Regions from separate parts of the Rattus norvegicus genome. Here region 1 is linked to region 2. A link is a contact called in public Hi-C data. All regions are on one chromosome and are shown on one strand. The core of a region is the stretch at or near the end of the contact, and the rest is flanking DNA. Distances in the headings are between cores, read along the strand shown.

What was found. A called contact is a pair of places that touch in the nucleus more often than the background predicts.
Region 1: a contact with region 2 is called in a Hi-C map of hepatocytes, with 1.9 times the contacts expected there. The contact joins two enhancer-like sites. A contact is called at or near these places in 6 of 12 Hi-C or Micro-C datasets (Schwann cells, frontal cortex, hepatocytes and 3 more).

What each region holds. Positions count from the first base shown.
Region 1 is chr1:264,941,667-264,944,366 of GRCr8, forward strand. All of the region lies in intron 5 of Tcf7l2 (transcription factor 7 like 2), which reads left to right. Among named protein-coding and RNA genes, the nearest start is that of Tcf7l2, 150 kb to the left of the region's middle. Within about 2 kb of position 1,330, at least 4 of the 93 cell types and tissues checked have an H3K27ac peak or open chromatin away from gene starts, as enhancers often do. A contact at or near this core is called in hepatocytes, where this site is marked.
Region 2 is chr1:264,468,526-264,471,225 of GRCr8, forward strand. All of the region lies in intron 5 of Vti1a (vesicle transport through interaction with t-SNAREs 1A), which reads left to right. Among named protein-coding and RNA genes, the nearest start is that of Vti1a, 110 kb to the left of the region's middle. Within about 2 kb of position 1,291, at least 21 of the 93 cell types and tissues checked have an H3K27ac peak or open chromatin away from gene starts, as enhancers often do. A contact at or near this core is called in hepatocytes, where this site is marked.

The sequences.
Region 1 (2,700 bases), core at 80-2,579, 470 kb after region 2:
CCTTCTAAACTCCCATTATCTGTTGCCATGGGTGGGGACAGCTCTGCCGTTTGAAATGGGGAGCACATATTGCCATATTGATCGAGGAAAACACATTTATTACTTTCTTCCTATAATTAATAGATTGGGAATAGCCAGCACCCAAATGCTATATAACATGCTATTAATTAAAGGGTCAGATACAATTTCTGATTGTAGAGTATGTTTTACTAGAAACTAGTTATGTTCTTCTGTCCAAAATCAACAAACAGAGAACTCTCTTGGCAAAGGATTTGTTCTCTGATATTGACTCCTTACTCAGATGTCAGGAGCCTTACACTTTCCTCTTCTGGCTATATATCAGATTATTTTTCAACCTGCAGTGTAATAACATATTTATGTTTTATAAGTCACCTTGAAGCAGAATTAATATTAATACATCTTTGAACATGAGCCTTATTTTGATTTTCTGTGATTGAAATATATGCTAGGAATTTACAAAAAAAAAAAAGAAAGAAAGAAAGAAAGAAAGAAAGAAAGAAAGAAAGAGAAAGAAAAAAGAGAAAAGAATCTTTGTCTAAATACATCTTCCTTGGCCGTGAAAAGAAAATCACTTTTGGATCCAAAGTTGTTCAGACAGCTCACACGAGGAGGTATTTCGAAAGTGCCGTTTCTCAGAGCATACGTACCACATTCCCGGTCTTGCCTGAGTTGTCACCTCAGGTAATTCCTAATTGGAGAACAGTAGTGGAGAGTCTGAAATCCTACAACTCTGGATTTGTGCCCCACAAAAGTCCTACATACATATAAGGGAACTTTGTACTGACCGTGATAGGAATGCAGGAACCACAGCTCCTTCCACTCTTAAGGTAGCTATTGACAAGGAGAAGACAGCAAAAAGGGAAAGGTGGCGCTGGGACCATCAGGGACATTATATTTATGTGCAAAAAGGAAAGGTGAGGGAACACAGTGAAGAGCTGTCTGGAAACACTGAGGGCCAGGCCTCCTCCGAGTTACCGTAATCACCCCGTCGTTATCTTACAGGAGAGAGGAGAGCAGAGACCCCGGCTGCAAAAACCAGCAGTTCATATAATTAATTTTGCCATTGTAAAAAATCATTTGTAAAATTTGCATTATTAACATTATCAAGTCACTAGTTGGTGAGACATCAGACGTGATGAGAGTGAAGGGGAGCTTGGGGAGAACTGGGCCTTAAACCCTCAGTAGATCAGAGTTAGGATCAAAGGCACTTGCTTTATGTGGCTGTGCTAGACTTTGAAGTCATGACTGCACCTACAGCACTCATTTCATCAAGTTCACTGGTGTCTTAATAGCAGATCAATAAGTTTCAAAGTCGGAGAGTTAATTTGATACTAGTGCTGATGCGGTCGTGCTGGGGAAGCCGAGAGAGAGAGGCAGGGAAGGCTGCCTATTAGCAACAGAGCACACAAAGATGCAGATTAAGAATGGGAGCACGGCCACAAAGAGGCAGGCTCTGGCCGCCAACGCAGACGCTGAGGACTGATAAAGCAAGGGGCCCGTAATTTAGACATCTCAGATTGTTCGGAAGCTAGTCTGCACTTGTAAAACAACTGTAGTGAGATTCACGCATGGCTGTGTTTGCATGGGTCCCCCGTTTGGTATAGACTGTGGACAGTGTGTGATCAAGTCTCCCCAACTAGGTGTTTCAGGGTCCGTATTTTATTGCATAAAGTCCATTCCTAGATTTTTTATGTCACAGTGTGGGGAAGAGAAAGGAACAATTTATTTGGGGTTTCCAAGGTATGCTCGCGTCACAGGGATATGCTACGTATCTATATTTAAAGTGGCATTGGGACTGTCTACAGAGTATATAAGAAATAAGTAGGCACTTCATAGTTTGTTACAGGGCCAAATTTGATTCACTTAAAAAGAAAACCAAACAACTGTTTAGAAGAGGTCTGAGCCCCCATCCCTTTCCTTCGTCATAGCCTGGCTTACTGTCTTTTCAAGTGAATGAGCGATGGGGCTCTTTACGGAACTGTGTCACCAGTCCCCCAGCCCCCAACATTCCGTCTCAGTTCTCCCTCTTAGGAAGGTGGTGCATTTCGATGATCCGTTCCCAAGAACTCGTTAGACATAAAGAACCATGTAGATAACGGCCTGCTAAATTGAAAGAGAGAAGGCGAGAAGTTGGAGCGAAGGGGCATGCTTGTATGTGCGTTTGTTAGTTTCCTTTGTTTTGGGTGATTTCGCTTGGCTCCTTCCAATGGGATAAGCAGGGACAGTTGTGGAGTATGCCAGAGATGAGACTGGTGGCCACTGACGAGGAGGGATGCACGGGTGCTTTTTTTTTTTTTTTTTTTTTTTTTTTTTTTGGTGAAAGGGAAGGCTGTAAAGACAGAGTTCAAAGATGTGAATCATAAGAAAGTAGAAACCTTTTTTTAAAAAAAAAAAAAAAGTGCATTAAGAACTTTGCCATCTGACGTTCGGCGCAGGCCTCCCAGCATCGAAGGTCAGATTCACACCCTTTTCGAACAAAACTCTAATTTAGAATGTTCATCTAAGGGTTGATAATGGCATTAGAAGGCTGGTGGGGTGGTCAGTGGGTGTTGAAGATTAGCTCAGTGGCCAGGGTGGCTTTACCTAGACCCCCGCGATTCATTGGGTAGATTAACCATCACAACTGTCATTTTATCCCTTTTACCACATTTAAAAAAGAAAAGGGGGTGGGGGAGATGG
Region 2 (2,700 bases), core at 41-2,540:
TACCATTTGTAAAGCACACTGTGTCAGTCACATATACCACACTCCTGTCTTCTCCCATCTCTAAAGCACACCGTGTCAGAGTTCACATTGAGCTTTCAGGGAAGCTGAGGCACTGAGGTGTGGACAGACCGCTCGCCTACAGTCCACAGCGCATTGAAGAACATCTAGCTTAGCACAGACTCAGAAGAGACAGGGACACATGTGTCCTTGACTTTATTGGTCCTGCTTGCTCAGCATCCCCTCACCATTATTACTATTATCATAGGTGACTTTGCTGCTGCTACCAAAGCCCTATCCCAGTGTCCAGGACTGTAACGGAGGATTAACTGGAGCAGCTGACAGTGGGTGGCAGAGCCTGATAGTGAGAACTCATGAGGGATAGAGTCCCCACTTTGCTTAAGAAGTCAAGCTATTTCCCAGGTTATGACTGAGCAATATGAGTGCGGAGGAATATGATAGGAAAAGAAAAGACCAAGCTCACCAAAATGACTTTCATTCCCAAGGTAACATGCACTCTATGCTCACTTCTGGGAGAATGTCAGCATGGCCCCAAACACTGCTCCCTCACCAGGTCTGCCTTGCCTGGGAAGTAGGGGCCTGTTCGTGTATGTGACAGCAGCTCCCTTGCCTGGGCCGGCTTGCTCCCCTCCATTCTTCCCTACAACTCAGCGTGACTGACAGTAGGATGAGCTGCCCAGGCTGTGGGCTGACGTCTTACGGCCAAGCGTTTCTCCCTCGCACTTCTGCATTGACCCGTGGGCTGTGGCAGAGCCACTGGCCCTTTCAGTGGGTGGGGACGGGGGTGTGTGTCTGTAGCTCATGTCCAGCAAGTTGAACTGACAACTTCACACCATACATTTATAGAGAGGATTTTCTATAATTGAGGTTATACATAGAAAGAAATGTCTGTGCATTTAATTGTACAGTACATTTAATTCTATAGAGTTTTGAAACAAAGTGACCATGATGTATTTACATTGGATTAATTTTGAAAGCAGAATTATCCAAAATATTCAGATGTTCTAGAATGCTATCACAGGCTGGTGTCTGCATTCCAGCCTACCAGTCGTATTCCTGAAAGGGACTGCTCGGCGGTTCTCTTCCTCAGTGGTGGGCCAGCTTGTATAGCTTATAGCTTATGTAACCTTGCTGGAGCCAGGCCAGTCTAACACAGGGGACACACAGGAAAACGGCGCCACAGAATGCTGATTCACATCTCATAGCTTGTGTAAGTGGTGCTGCCAAAGTCCTCTGTGTGAATGGGCGAGGTGCGTAGCTGCCCTGAGTCACAGGAACAGGACTCTGGCCATCAGCCCATTGGAACAGACACACTGCTGACGAGGACGCCAGCCGCGGAGCACGTGTGAAAGTCAAACCACCATCTGCTTGGGCCGAACTGAGCTGCACTGCATTGGTGCTTCCCTGTGCCGTCTGCGTGGGCCGAACTGAGCTGCACTGCATTGGTGCTTCCCTGTGCCGTCTGCGTGGGCCGAACTGAGCTGCACTGCATTGGTGCTTCCCTGTGCCGTCTGCGTGGGCCGAACTGAGCTGCACTGCAGCTGGGTGCTTCCCTGTGCCGTCTGCGTGGGCCGAACTGAGCTGCACTGCATTGGTGCTTCCCTGTGCCGTCTGCGTGGGCCGAACTGAGCTGCACTGCAGCTGGGTGCTTCCCTGTGCCGTCTGCGTGGGCCGAACTGAGCTGCACTGCATTGGTGCTTCCCTGTGCCGTCTGCGTGGGCCGAACTGAGCTGCACTGCATTGGTGCTTCCCTGTGCCGTCTGCGTGGGCCGAACTGAGCTGCACTGCATTGGTGCTTCCCTGTGCCGTCTGCGTGGGCCGAACTGAGCTGCACTGCAGCTGGGTGCTTCCCTGTGCCGTCTGCGTGGGCCGAACTGAGCTGCACTGCATTGGTGCTTCCCTGTGCCGTCTGCGTGGGCCGAACTGAGCTGCACTGCAGCTGGGTGCTTCCCTGTGCCGTCTGCGTGGGCCGAACTGTGCTGCACTGCAGCTGGGTGCTTCCCTGTGCCGTCTGCGTGGGCCGAACTGAGCTGCACTGCATTGGTGCTTCCCTGTGCCGTCTGCGTGGGCCGAACTGAGCTGCACTGCAGCTGGGTGCTTCCCTGTGCCGTCTGCGTGGGCCGAACTGAGCTGCACTGCATTGGTGCTTCCCTGCGCCGTCTGCGTGGGCCGAACTGAGCTGCACTGCAGCTGGGTGCTTCCCTGTGCCGTCTGTGTGGGCCGAACTGAGCTGCACTGCATTGGTGCTTCCCTGCGCCGTCTGCGTGGGCCGAACTGAGCTGCACTGCAGCTGGGTGCTTCCCTGTGCCGTCTGCGTGGGCCGAACTGAGCTGCACTGCATTGGTGCTTCCCTGTGCCGTCTGCGTGGGCCGAACTGAGCTGCACTGCATTGGTGCTTCCCTGTGCCGTCTGCGTGGGCCGAACTGAGCTGCACTGCATTGGTGCTTCCCTGCGCCGTCTGCGTGGGCCGAACTGAGCTGCACTGCATTGGTGCTTCCCTGCGCCGTCTGCGTGGGCCGAACTGAGCTGCACTGCATTGGTGCTTCCCTGTGCCGTCTGCGTGGGCCGAACTGAGCTGCACTGCAGCTGGGTGCTTCCCTGTGCCGTCTGCGTGGGCCGAACTGAGCTGCACTGCATTGGTGCTTCCCTGTGCCGTCTGCGTGGGCCGAACTGAGCTGCACT